Regions from separate parts of the Mus musculus genome. Here all the other regions are linked to region 1. The links are chromatin contacts, called in public Hi-C, promoter capture Hi-C and targeted proximity ligation maps. All regions are on one chromosome and are shown on one strand. The core of a region is the stretch at or near the end of the contact, and the rest is flanking DNA. Distances in the headings are between cores, read along the strand shown.

Region 1 (2,580 bases), core at 33-2,532:
ACCTCTGCAGTGCCAGCCACATGTCACACTGGTCTCTGCTTCCACGCTCAGGAACAGGTGCTCAGATAAGGATGCTTAAGAAGATGGAAGGCGTTTGGGTGTGTCAGAACAATGAAGGCAAGTGAAAGACCCCGATTCTCTATGAGTCCCTTCACATAAACTAAAAATCTCAAAGTTACACCCAACAATCGCCTGTCCTTTTAAATAATAGAGGTGTAGGGGGAGATGAGATACAGCAACAGTTAACTACAGTTGGGGGCGGGATCAAGGGGAACTTTCATTTTCTCTATGGAACCCTTCCACGGCAAGGCAGAGAAAGATGGAGGCAAACAGGGCTCTTCCATGACCAGGCGTGCTTGACCTCAGAGCTGCGACTCTTCCTTCTTCAGCGCATTTATGGAGAGCTTGCTACACGCAGGGCCTGGAGCTGCAGCCTGGGAGGGCGCCCCATCTGGCGGGTAGAGTGCTTTGCCATGTCTGGCCCGACTTCTCTACACCCTGTTCACAACTCACCCTGCAACCTTCGTTCCCCGTGTGCTGCCAGCGATCCCCCTCCAGAAGCCACTCTGTCCGAGGTTCCAATCACTCCCCTATTGACACCTATTCGTTCTCAGCGTTCAAAGAGTACTTCGATTCCGTTGCTTTTGGGCGCAGAGACTTGAATCCAGGACCTTACACAGGCAAGGAATGCACGGCATTGTGAGCTACCCACACACCCTAATTGTTCCGCAGATGAGGGTTCCCCCGCCCCCTGACGATTTTATCCCAGGGAGACTATGAGTGTGTTGGCCTCTGGCGCCAACCTGCCCCCGGATGTCAAACATCTGTTCTCAAACTTGGAACCTGAGCTTACTTCTTCATTCTCTGATGTTAGACAAGCCGTTCTTCCCAACACCACCCCAAGCGTCCCACTCCCCTTTTTTAAAAAAAAAAATAATCAACCAAACAACCAAACAAACCAAAAGTCTGGAGCAAAATCAGCATAACTCCCGCAGGGTTGCAGAGAAGTTTACGGGCGGATTAGTGTAAACCGCGAGTGTAAGCCAAGTATGGTGCAAAGAGCTGTTTTGGACATGGCTTTAATGAGTTGGTCCCTTTTGTATATGAAGAAACTGAGGCTCTCAGGGTAAGGAATGTTGTCCTAGGTCTGCCGTTGGCAAGCTCGGGACTTAGCCTCAGTTTCCTTACTGACCTCCTCCCCGCAGCCCCGCCCCGTCCAGGCCCCGCCCCGTCCTGCCCGCGCTGCAGCCCAGCTGGGCTCAGCCAATCACCCGCGGCGCGCGTCGGTGAGCCTGGCCTCGCCCGCCCCGGCCCGGACTCCGCTCGCTCATTCCGCCGCCGCCGTCTGCAGACTCGGTAAGACACCGCGAGGGCAGCGCTGCGGCACCGCCCTGGGCTGGGCGCGCGGGTGTCATTCTTAAGAGTGTGGAGGGAGACCCAGACTGTGCCCGTAGGGTACGCGTGAGCCGCGCATTGGAGAAGCAGAGGGCACTCCCTCCCCCGCGCAGTGACGGATCTGGGGGATCCCGGGACGGGAGGAAAGATGCTTGGTCCCCAGACTGGGCAAAATGCCTCCACTCGGGACGCGTGGGACCTCGGCTCGTGGTGTCCCGCCCCACGGTGGATTCACTCACCGCGTGGGTTTGGGGTCTTCATTGCTCTGTGAAAGATGCTTATGATTAGGCGTGACTCCTTGGTCCCTGACCAGTAGGAGTGTCAACTCCCTTTCTGACCCCTGCTCACTCCCCACTCCGCGGGTGGCTTGGGGCCAGTGTGGACGCCGAGCGTTCTCCAGGCTCTTTCCACCCGCTACTCTGCAGGTGGATTGGTTCTCGGGGTCCGTGAGGGTCGGGCTCGGCAGTAGGAAGGATGCTCGCACAGGGGACTTGGCAGGTGGCCGGTGCCCTCTCTTCGTGCGGGTCCCTGCAGTATAGCCTTCGGGACACACCCTTGGCGCAGAGACTTAAGTGTTTTGCACCCCTCACCGCGGTTTTGCCCGGGGTTCAAGGGCAGGTGGGTGTCAGAGACTGCCCAAGGTCGCGCCGGGACCAGAGCCCGGGAGGGTGGGGGCGTCACGTGACCTGGCCTGAGCGAACTTGGCCTGGGACAGCCGGACAGCACGGTCTGGGCAACCAGGCTGTGCGGTAACAGCGGGTACCCTTCGTTTTTCTTCATCTTATTGTGAATCGGGTCTGGTTTTCGTTGATGTCACAGAACACAGATGAACGCTCAAGTTTTTAAGGAGTTAAAAAGTTCCTAGTGTGAACCAGGCTACATACAATCAAGCTCAGTACTCTCAGCTCTGGGCCGACTCTCGTTCCGTGCATTTAAATAGTTGTCCAAAAACAGATTTTAGTCGGAAACTGCTAACTTTGGAAGTTCGCAAATAAAATGAAAGTGAGTTTAGAAGCCTTTCGGAACGCGTATTTAGTTACAGCATTTTGTTGCACAGGCGTCTGGTTTCTGGTCATTCCTGATATTCAAGCGTGTTTATCACTGTCAAAACCACAAGCCAAATGACTAAAACACAGCTTTGGCCTTTTATTTGTGCCAGCAAGCATACATCACCACCACCCCCTT
Region 2 (2,580 bases), core at 36-2,535, 230 kb after region 1:
ATGAAAATACAGCCCAGTCATAGATTAGTAAACTTGCATCCAAAGTCAAGACCAGTGGACCACCTATACCTGTTACAGCCACAGTGAGTGAGGAATTACTAAACTGGTCAGACTTCATTAGCCCAACTGAGGTACCTACTTTTAACACTTCCTCAATGTCACCAAAACTTTTTACATGGCATATTGTTCAACCGAGTGAGTGAAAATGCATTAGAGTAAATTTCTTTCTTTTCTTTTTAAAAACAATCTCACACTTTGTAGCCCAGGCCAGCCTAAACTCTCTATGCACATCAGGCTAGCCTCCAATTTGCTGCCATCCTCCTGGCCCCACCTCCCAAGAGCTGGGATTACAGGCATGCACCAACATGCCCCTTTAAATGAACTAGTATCTTTCATAAATTAATATTCTTCATTACAGCAGCAGCAGTATAATCAAAGGCACATCCCAGGCTGCTGAGATGGCTCAGCAGTTAAGAGCGCCGACTGCTCTTCCAAAGGTCCTGAGTTCAAATCCCAGCAACCACATGGTGGCTCACAACCATCCATAACAAAACTTTGATGCCCTCTTCTGGAGTGTCTGAAGACAGCTACAGTGTACACACATATAACAAATAAATAAATAAATAGATCTTTTTAAAAAATTGAGAAACCATCAGCTACAAGCCAAGTTCAAAGTCAACTAGTGTGACAAGACACCCAGACTCTAGAAATAAATAAAATATTAAAAAAAAAAAAAGCACATCCCTTTAAGTCCCACAGGCAGGTCTAAGGTGGCACAAAGATTCAGTTCTAGGAAGGGAATCTCTTCTCTTTGTATTTGTCTTATCTACAAAATGGGAGACTTGAGACTAAACCATCACTTCTCAATCTTATAAGTCATTCCTATGATCTAAGAAATAAGGAAATATAAACAGTATCAGAACACAAAGAAAAACAAGTAACAACAGTCTCAAATTTTTAAGAAGTTACTCAAATTTAAACTGAAAACAACAGAGAATGTAAAGTTGCTCAAAGCCAGATGTGGTGATGCACACCTGTAGCCTCAGCACTCAAGAAGCAGAATCAGGCCAATCTCTCGGAGTTTGAGGCCATTTTCATCTTTAGAATGAGTGCCAGTGAGTTTGTTAAAAAGAAAAAAAAAATTTCTCTGCTGTAAGACCAGTCTGTTTGGTTGTACCAAGCCTCTTATTTAAAAAGATAAATAAAAGGCCAAACTTCAAAAAGGCCCACAGCACTGTGTTCACGTGGGCAACATGAGAATGTACAGCTCACAAAGGTCAGTGCTGTTCTCACATACACAAACAAGGTCCCAGGCTACATTCAGAGCTCTCTGGCATCAGACACTTACTCTGTCAAGGATTCAAACCAAGTAAAATTTGATGTGGCCTTGATGGGAGATATGCCTGTTCTAGGCATAATCAGGTTAAAATGGAATGTGGACTCACTCACAAGTCTTTTAAGACATCACACACCCTTTCCTTGTGGTGTAGCCCAGTATGTACATACAACAGGAATGAGTTTCCCAAAAAGAATCTCTGTCAGCCTCTGAAAAAGGAATACACACTGACTGGTGCATGTCCTAAAGGTAGTCACACACCCCCAGCCCACCCCGCTCAGAGTGACTAGACTAACAGCTCTTCCAAAGGCTCACTTCTACAGCCTGCTTTAGCTTATACCAGACCAACATTGGTATGTTTTTCATTTTTTAAATGAAAAAAAAGATTCTCAAAGATTTTGACAAAGCTTGATTAATAACAAAAACAAACAACCTCTAAACCCTTTCCTGAAGACTTTTGACCAGTACTTTCCCATGTAAGAAGGCCACCACTAATGACCACATCGTTTTCAATTCTTGCTTTTATTTAAAAAAAAAAAAAAAAAAAAAAAAGCCTAATCTTCCAAAAGTAGAGCTGCTGGAGAATAGACGTGCACCTCTGTTAAGTCACACCTACTTTCTTCCCACCACCCACCACATGAATGTCTGTTTCTTCACATCCATCAACATGAAAGCATGCTTTCTTTTCTCTTGAGTAAGGCTGCACATTGTTCACATTTTTCAAAGTATGTTTCTGTGTGCCTGAGTACACTTTGCCTGTAGAGTCCAGAAAAGACTATGAGATCCACTGGAACTAAACTACTGGTAGTTCTGATCTGCGATGCAGGTGCAGGCAACTAACTTTGGGTCTTCTGTAAAAATAGTACATATCCCTAACCAGTCAGCTCCAATTTTTTGAATTTTTGAAAGCCATTTACACTTCACTTTTCTGCCAAGTGTCTGTTTACAGTTTTTGTCCATTTCTATTGGGCTGGGCTGGTTAGTGCTTTGTAGTAATTATATTTTACAGCATATGATAGCACTCCCTCTTCAATTAATTATATACTGTACCAGTCGACTTCAAGCTGGGTTCACTCAGTTACCCTTTTCAGTCCTCATTTAACCTGCTCTCAACGCGGTTCACCAGGAGACACCTCTTCCCACCTGCCCTACCCACCCACACTGGAATGAGAATGTTTTCATCAGTTGGCCTCTTTGACCATGAATTCTTTTTTCTCCCTGGCCACTCTTTCTCTCTATACATT
Region 3 (2,580 bases), core at 24-2,523, 210 kb after region 1:
GTTACATAGGCATACACCATCACGGACCTAACAAAGTGTCTGCAGGACACATGAACATACTTAAAATCCACACTTTAGCTGAGTGACGCTTACTTATGGAACTCTAGGAAAGCTGGCCAGCAAGGGAAGGTATTTGGTGAGAGACCAAGGTACCCTTTTTTACCGACCCTAGGCTTCTTTTACAAATTAAACCAAGAAGTTTGAAAATGTTTTTTTCCCACAAAAGGACTAGATATTTAGAGCAAGCAAGCAAGTCATCAGGGAGTCACCTGACCCCGCAGATGATCTCTGCTGATCTTCTAGTGAAAACTGCCATCTACACAAGAGAGCCAACGGACCCATTTCCATCTCTTGAATAAACCTATTCACCTCAGATCCAGGCTTTAACTACAGATCCATTAAGACTGTTACACCAAGCCAGGCGTGGTAGCGCAAGCCTTTAATCCCAGCACTCGGGAGGAAGAGGCAGGTGGATTTCTGAGTTCAGTGAGAGGCCAGCCTGGTCTACAAAGTAAGTTCCAGGACAGCCAAAGCTATAGAGAAACCCTGTGTGTGGGTGGGGGGGCACACGGGACGGACGGACGGACGACTGTTAGACTAGTTTCATACACTACCAAGGTTGGCTGTGGACGGTAACCTAGGACAGAGCCCTTCATTTCACAGTGTGTCAGTGAAAGAACCTAGTGGGGAAACCCCCACTCAATTCCCGATTCGACGTGCACCCAAGAATCACGAACAGACGACCATCTTGATGTAAAAGCATGAGGTGGCTTAATGACGGAGCTCCGGGCCGACACGTATCTCCCGCAGGAGACAGGTGTTGACCACATGGTGGAGCCATAATGGCAGAGCTCCGGTTCAAATCGTATCTCACACAGGAGACAGTGGTTTCGACCCGTGGCTTGGAAGCTAGGGGTTTTTATAGAAAGGGGTGGGGCTGGGGGAGGAATTGGCACGGTTTTACATGATTGGTCCACTTAAACATCAACAGATTGTCAGAAGGGCAGGAGATAGGGAGGCACTAGGCCAGTCAGGACATGTAACAAGGGGCCTGCCCGGGCATGTCCTGGCCTGTTCTGCTATGTTCTCAGCCCCAGGTTTCAAAGCTCACAAACAACTCTTTGGGCTATTTGACATAAATTACATGAATCACATGTCTCAAGTTTTATTTCCTTTCATCAGCACTGACTGTCTGGGAGACATGGGACATCATCTACAGGAGATGTGAGAACCAAGGTCCTGCTCACACAACATCAGCCCATCCAAGGAACTTAAGCATGATTGACTGACAATCAGGTGCTTCCACCAAGTATCAAGAGTATCCTATCCTCTGTGTGGGCTAGTTTTATGTCAACTTGATACATAAAGTAGAGTTATCTGAAAGGAAGGAAACCTCCATAAGATCTGGCTGTAAGGCATTATCTGAATTAGTGGCTGATGGTTGGTTCCATCCCTGGGCTGGCAGTCTCGGGTTCTAAAAGAAAGCAGGCCAGTAAGCAGAACACTCCATGGCCATCAGATCCTACCTTCAGATTCCTGTCCTATTTGAGTTCTTGTCCTGACTTCCTTCCTTTGATTATCAACAGCAATACAAAGTTAAACAAACCCTTTTCTCCCAAAATTGCTTTTTGGTCATTGTGTTTCATCGCAGCAATAGGAATCTCTTCAGTGCCATTAAGTATTCACAGAGACCTGGATTCTATTGCCAGCTGTGGGGCTGCTGGAGCTTGCAGTCCTGAAACCTCATCTCAACACTTTTAAGCCTTAGCAGCTTATCACATTAACTGATTGTGGAAAGTGAGCAGCTGGAATGTACTTCAAAAGAAGCCACCATTTTATCAATACCCCAACAATGCTCCACTTGGAAGCTTAGAGCACTTGCTCTCAAACCTTTATGGGCAAGGAGTCACCTAGAGGTTTTGTAAAATGCAGTCTGATTTCTGACTCAGGAAAGAACAGCTCCGGCATGAGACTCTGTATTATCTACCTGATGCCATAAGTCTGGGATAGTGCCCATCAACTGTTATTCAAAGGGACAACTAAGAATCAATTTAGCCTTTATTTTTATTATCATATTTGAATACAGTAACATAAAAAGCATACTAACGCAAGGGACTGTGTTTACATGGGAGCTACACACCATATGATTGTCCAAAGAGAAGAACAATTACACCAAATGCTAAATTTAAAACACATACTACCAGAAGCTCCAAGTTTCTCTGAAAAGAAAACTGCTGCTGATTGCCCTGTGAATGAACTGTGAACTGCAGGAATAACAAGAACCACATCATCTCTCTGAAGAGCTCTGCTTCGGCTGAGCACTTCTTTCTTTCTGCAGGAAGAAGTGGGGTTCGGCCAAACTCTCAGTCCATACCCTGCCCTGTGTGACAGTTATACCCAAGACTGTCTGGACACAAAACAAAAACGTTGTCTCCAAAAACAACTCAAGATGGTGACGAGTTCAAGAAGTTAAGGCAAGCATTAAAGGAAGCCCTGAGCACAGGGTTCTATGAGACTGCACAGCAACATGCCAGCCCAGTCAAATCTGTCTACATCATTTCAGAATGAGCCCCACTGCAG
Region 4 (2,580 bases), core at 45-2,544, 150 kb after region 1:
AGGATGTTGACTTCCACTGTCTATGTACAAACTCCTGATATGGCTTCTGGTTTGAAAAAAAGTTTTTCTGAACTAGGAGGATGTTGCTGACGAGACACTTTTTGCAGGACAGAGATGGTTCTGTGAGTAAAAGTGCTTCCTGTCAAGCCTGACAAGCTAAATTTGACCCCCCAGGATCGGTAACCAAAAACAAACAACAAACAAACAAACACTGATCACTCCAAGATGCAAGCACAAACATGTCTACCCTAAATAAACAAACAAACAAACAAACAAATAAATAAAATTTCATTAAGTTACTTGCAAAGGAAAACCAAGTTAAAAGAAAAGAAGAAAAAAAGAACATGGGATCAACTTCCATGGCTCTTGTGTAAAGAGTCATGCTGCTAAAGGCAGAGTGGACCAGAACATCTTCCCTTTTATTATTTTTTGCTTGTTTATTTAATGTATGTGGGTGTTTTGCTTGCACCATTTCTGTGCCTGGTACCAATAAAGGCCAGAAGAGGGCACTGGATCCCTCAGAACTGAAGTTGCTATGGCTACAAGCTGTCCTGTGGTACTGGGAATCTAACTCAGGTCTTCAGAATAAACAGCAAGTGTTCGTAAGCACTGGCTCATCTCTCTAGTCCTCCATCCATCCATTTTTTTTTCCTTTTGATTTTTTTGAGATGGGGTTTCTCTGTGTAGCCCTGGCTGTCCTGGAACTCATTCTGTAGACCAGGCTGTCCTCTAACTCCGAAATCTGCCTGCCTCTGCCTCCATTTATTTTTTTAAATACTTAATTATTTTGTCCTGCAAGTTCAGCTTACATTGGTGGTGCCATGTGCAAGTCTCATGAAAATCACTTGGCATGGCAAGCCGTGGCTCACCTGGACCTCCTCTGGGATTCGGGAGTAAATGCAATGTGCTTCTCCTCCCAGATATCCTCTTCATCAGAGCCGCCATCATCAAATTGTTGTATCCGTTCTTTACAACATGCTTCAAACAGGGCAATATTTCCCTACAGAAAAAAAGTAAAGAAAAGAGAAAAATACAACTGAAGTCAGAACTGTTTTCTCTCCCAAATTACCAGGGAAAATTGTGTTTTTATATTTGCTTTTCAAAAAATGGTACCTATTACATATGCCCAAATCAAGCATAAACATAAAAATAAAATGTTAGCTTCTGTGTAAGTAACAAAAAATTCCTGAGAAAGATTGGATTTAGCATGAAAAAGGCCTGAATATGAGCTCACTTGTTCCTCACAGGACTGCCCATTTCATTCTGAGCTTCCTCTTTGATCAAAGATAAGTCTTCAATATGACCAACAAGGAAATGACATGGGTCCTTCCTGTTACCAGCCCAGGAAGTCATAAAGAGCTGCTATAACCTGACGAGTTATTCTACCTCACCAACAGCAAGTAAAAGTAGATTCTCATGATATTCAACCTAAAATCAGAACGGCCCCATTAAAATGCCACAAATGTCTTGTTTGTAAGAGAAGCCTGGCAGAGAGCTTGATATTGACCCAAGTTATGTTCTTTTCATGCAACAGAGATGAGAAACCAAGGCCAAATGTCTGTGGTACAATCACAGTGGCAGGGTCCTATTAGCCAAGGTTGCAAACTCCTACTTGCAGGTCCAGGCAGACATAATGTGATGATACTCATTAGGATAACTGGGATGTGGGATCCCATAGGGCAAAAGAGCCTACAGCTCGGGACAACCATCTGCAGCCTCCGGCAACACTCAGCACAATTCTCCACTTCTCCAGAGGCACAGCACGACAGAAAGCGTTTATACTCACACTTTCACAACACAACACAACACACAACACAACACAACACAATTCTCCACTTCTCCAGTGGCAGAGCACAACAGAAAGCGTTTATACTTACACTTTCATTTGTATTGAGAGTAAAGTTGATATCTGACACCCGATCAAAAGAAACACTATAAAGAAAACATAAGAAGAATTGTTGTCATCCATAGGTGGCTATAAACAGTGCTCTGAAATCCTCAAAATTTCAAGTATTTCTATTATCAATGCACTCTCGGTGAGTAATGCACAAACCCTCCGTGCTGTATTCAATGGTGCCCTCCCTGGTACTAAAGAGTGGATACAGGGAAGAGTTGAGATGGGAGCAGTGGAGATGATGCTTTGAGGCCGTGACAGCCTTTCAACAACACATTTCTAACTTCTGTGCTAATTATGGTTGCAAGGATCACATCAACAAAACCAAGAAAAAAGCTTCCAAACAATCAAGTCCAAACATGAAAAAGCACAAAAGCATTGTTAGGTACTAGGACCGATTCGTACATGAAACACACAGGCAATCCTGCCATCCTGCCTCCTTGAAAGCATGACAGGGATGGGTAAAAGCAGCCATGATGAGCTACATGATTATAAATGGTGGGACAATGTTATTAATCATCAAAGCTCCATTCTAACCAGTTATCAGGCTAAGCATTTGTTCTAAAAGAGAATGTCAATTCTGAACTAGTAAAACTAGAGTCCAGATGGGAAAAATCCAAGATGTCAAGAGGAGATGGGGTAGGGATGAGGGTCTGTGTGTGTGTCTGTGTGTGTGTGTATTCTGA

The links. Promoter capture Hi-C pulls out the DNA fragments that hold promoters and counts their contacts. A called contact is a pair of places that touch in the nucleus more often than the background predicts.
Region 2: a promoter capture Hi-C map of liver shows a contact between it and region 1. A contact is called at or near these places in 3 of 39 promoter capture datasets (the C10 cell line, liver and second pharyngeal arch cranial neural crest), 1 of 484 Hi-C or Micro-C datasets (liver), 3 of 130 datasets of targeted methods (the 230-238 cell line, the NIH/3T3 cell line and the SCID.adh cell line) and 1 of 9 other capture datasets (adipose tissue).
Region 3: a Hi-C map of embryonic stem cells shows a contact between it and region 1, with 4 times the contacts expected there. A contact is called at or near these places in 3 of 39 promoter capture datasets (the C10 cell line, cranial neural crest and embryonic stem cells), 1 of 484 Hi-C or Micro-C datasets (embryonic stem cells), 3 of 130 datasets of targeted methods (the 230-238 cell line, bone marrow-derived macrophages and embryonic stem cells) and 2 of 9 other capture datasets (adipose tissue and liver).
Region 4: a contact with region 1 is called in a targeted proximity ligation map of bone marrow-derived macrophages, with 2.2 times the contacts expected there. A contact is called at or near these places in 6 of 39 promoter capture datasets (the C10 cell line, the SN4741 cell line, cranial neural crest and 2 more), 8 of 130 datasets of targeted methods (the 230-238 cell line, the NIH/3T3 cell line, the SCID.adh cell line and 4 more) and 3 of 9 other capture datasets (adipose tissue, liver and pancreatic islet).

Annotation. Positions count from the first base shown.
Region 1 is chr19:3,322,019-3,324,598 of GRCm38.p6, forward strand. It overlaps Cpt1a (carnitine palmitoyltransferase 1a, liver), which reads left to right and starts at 1,283. Exons shown (of 19, transcript NM_013495.2): 1 at 1,283-1,356.
Region 2 is chr19:3,555,091-3,557,670 of GRCm38.p6, forward strand. The region is part of intron 1 of Ppp6r3 (protein phosphatase 6, regulatory subunit 3); the gene reads right to left. Among named protein-coding and RNA genes, the nearest start is that of Ppp6r3, 19 kb to the right of the region's middle.
Region 3 is chr19:3,532,533-3,535,112 of GRCm38.p6, forward strand. All of the region lies in intron 2 of Ppp6r3 (protein phosphatase 6, regulatory subunit 3), which reads right to left. Among named protein-coding and RNA genes, the nearest start is that of Ppp6r3, 42 kb to the right of the region's middle.
Region 4 is chr19:3,470,102-3,472,681 of GRCm38.p6, forward strand. It overlaps Ppp6r3 (protein phosphatase 6, regulatory subunit 3), which reads right to left. Exons shown (of 24, transcript NM_028999.1): 17 at 1,878-1,932; 18 at 870-1,000. Among named protein-coding and RNA genes, the nearest start is that of Gm23940, 19 kb to the right of the region's middle.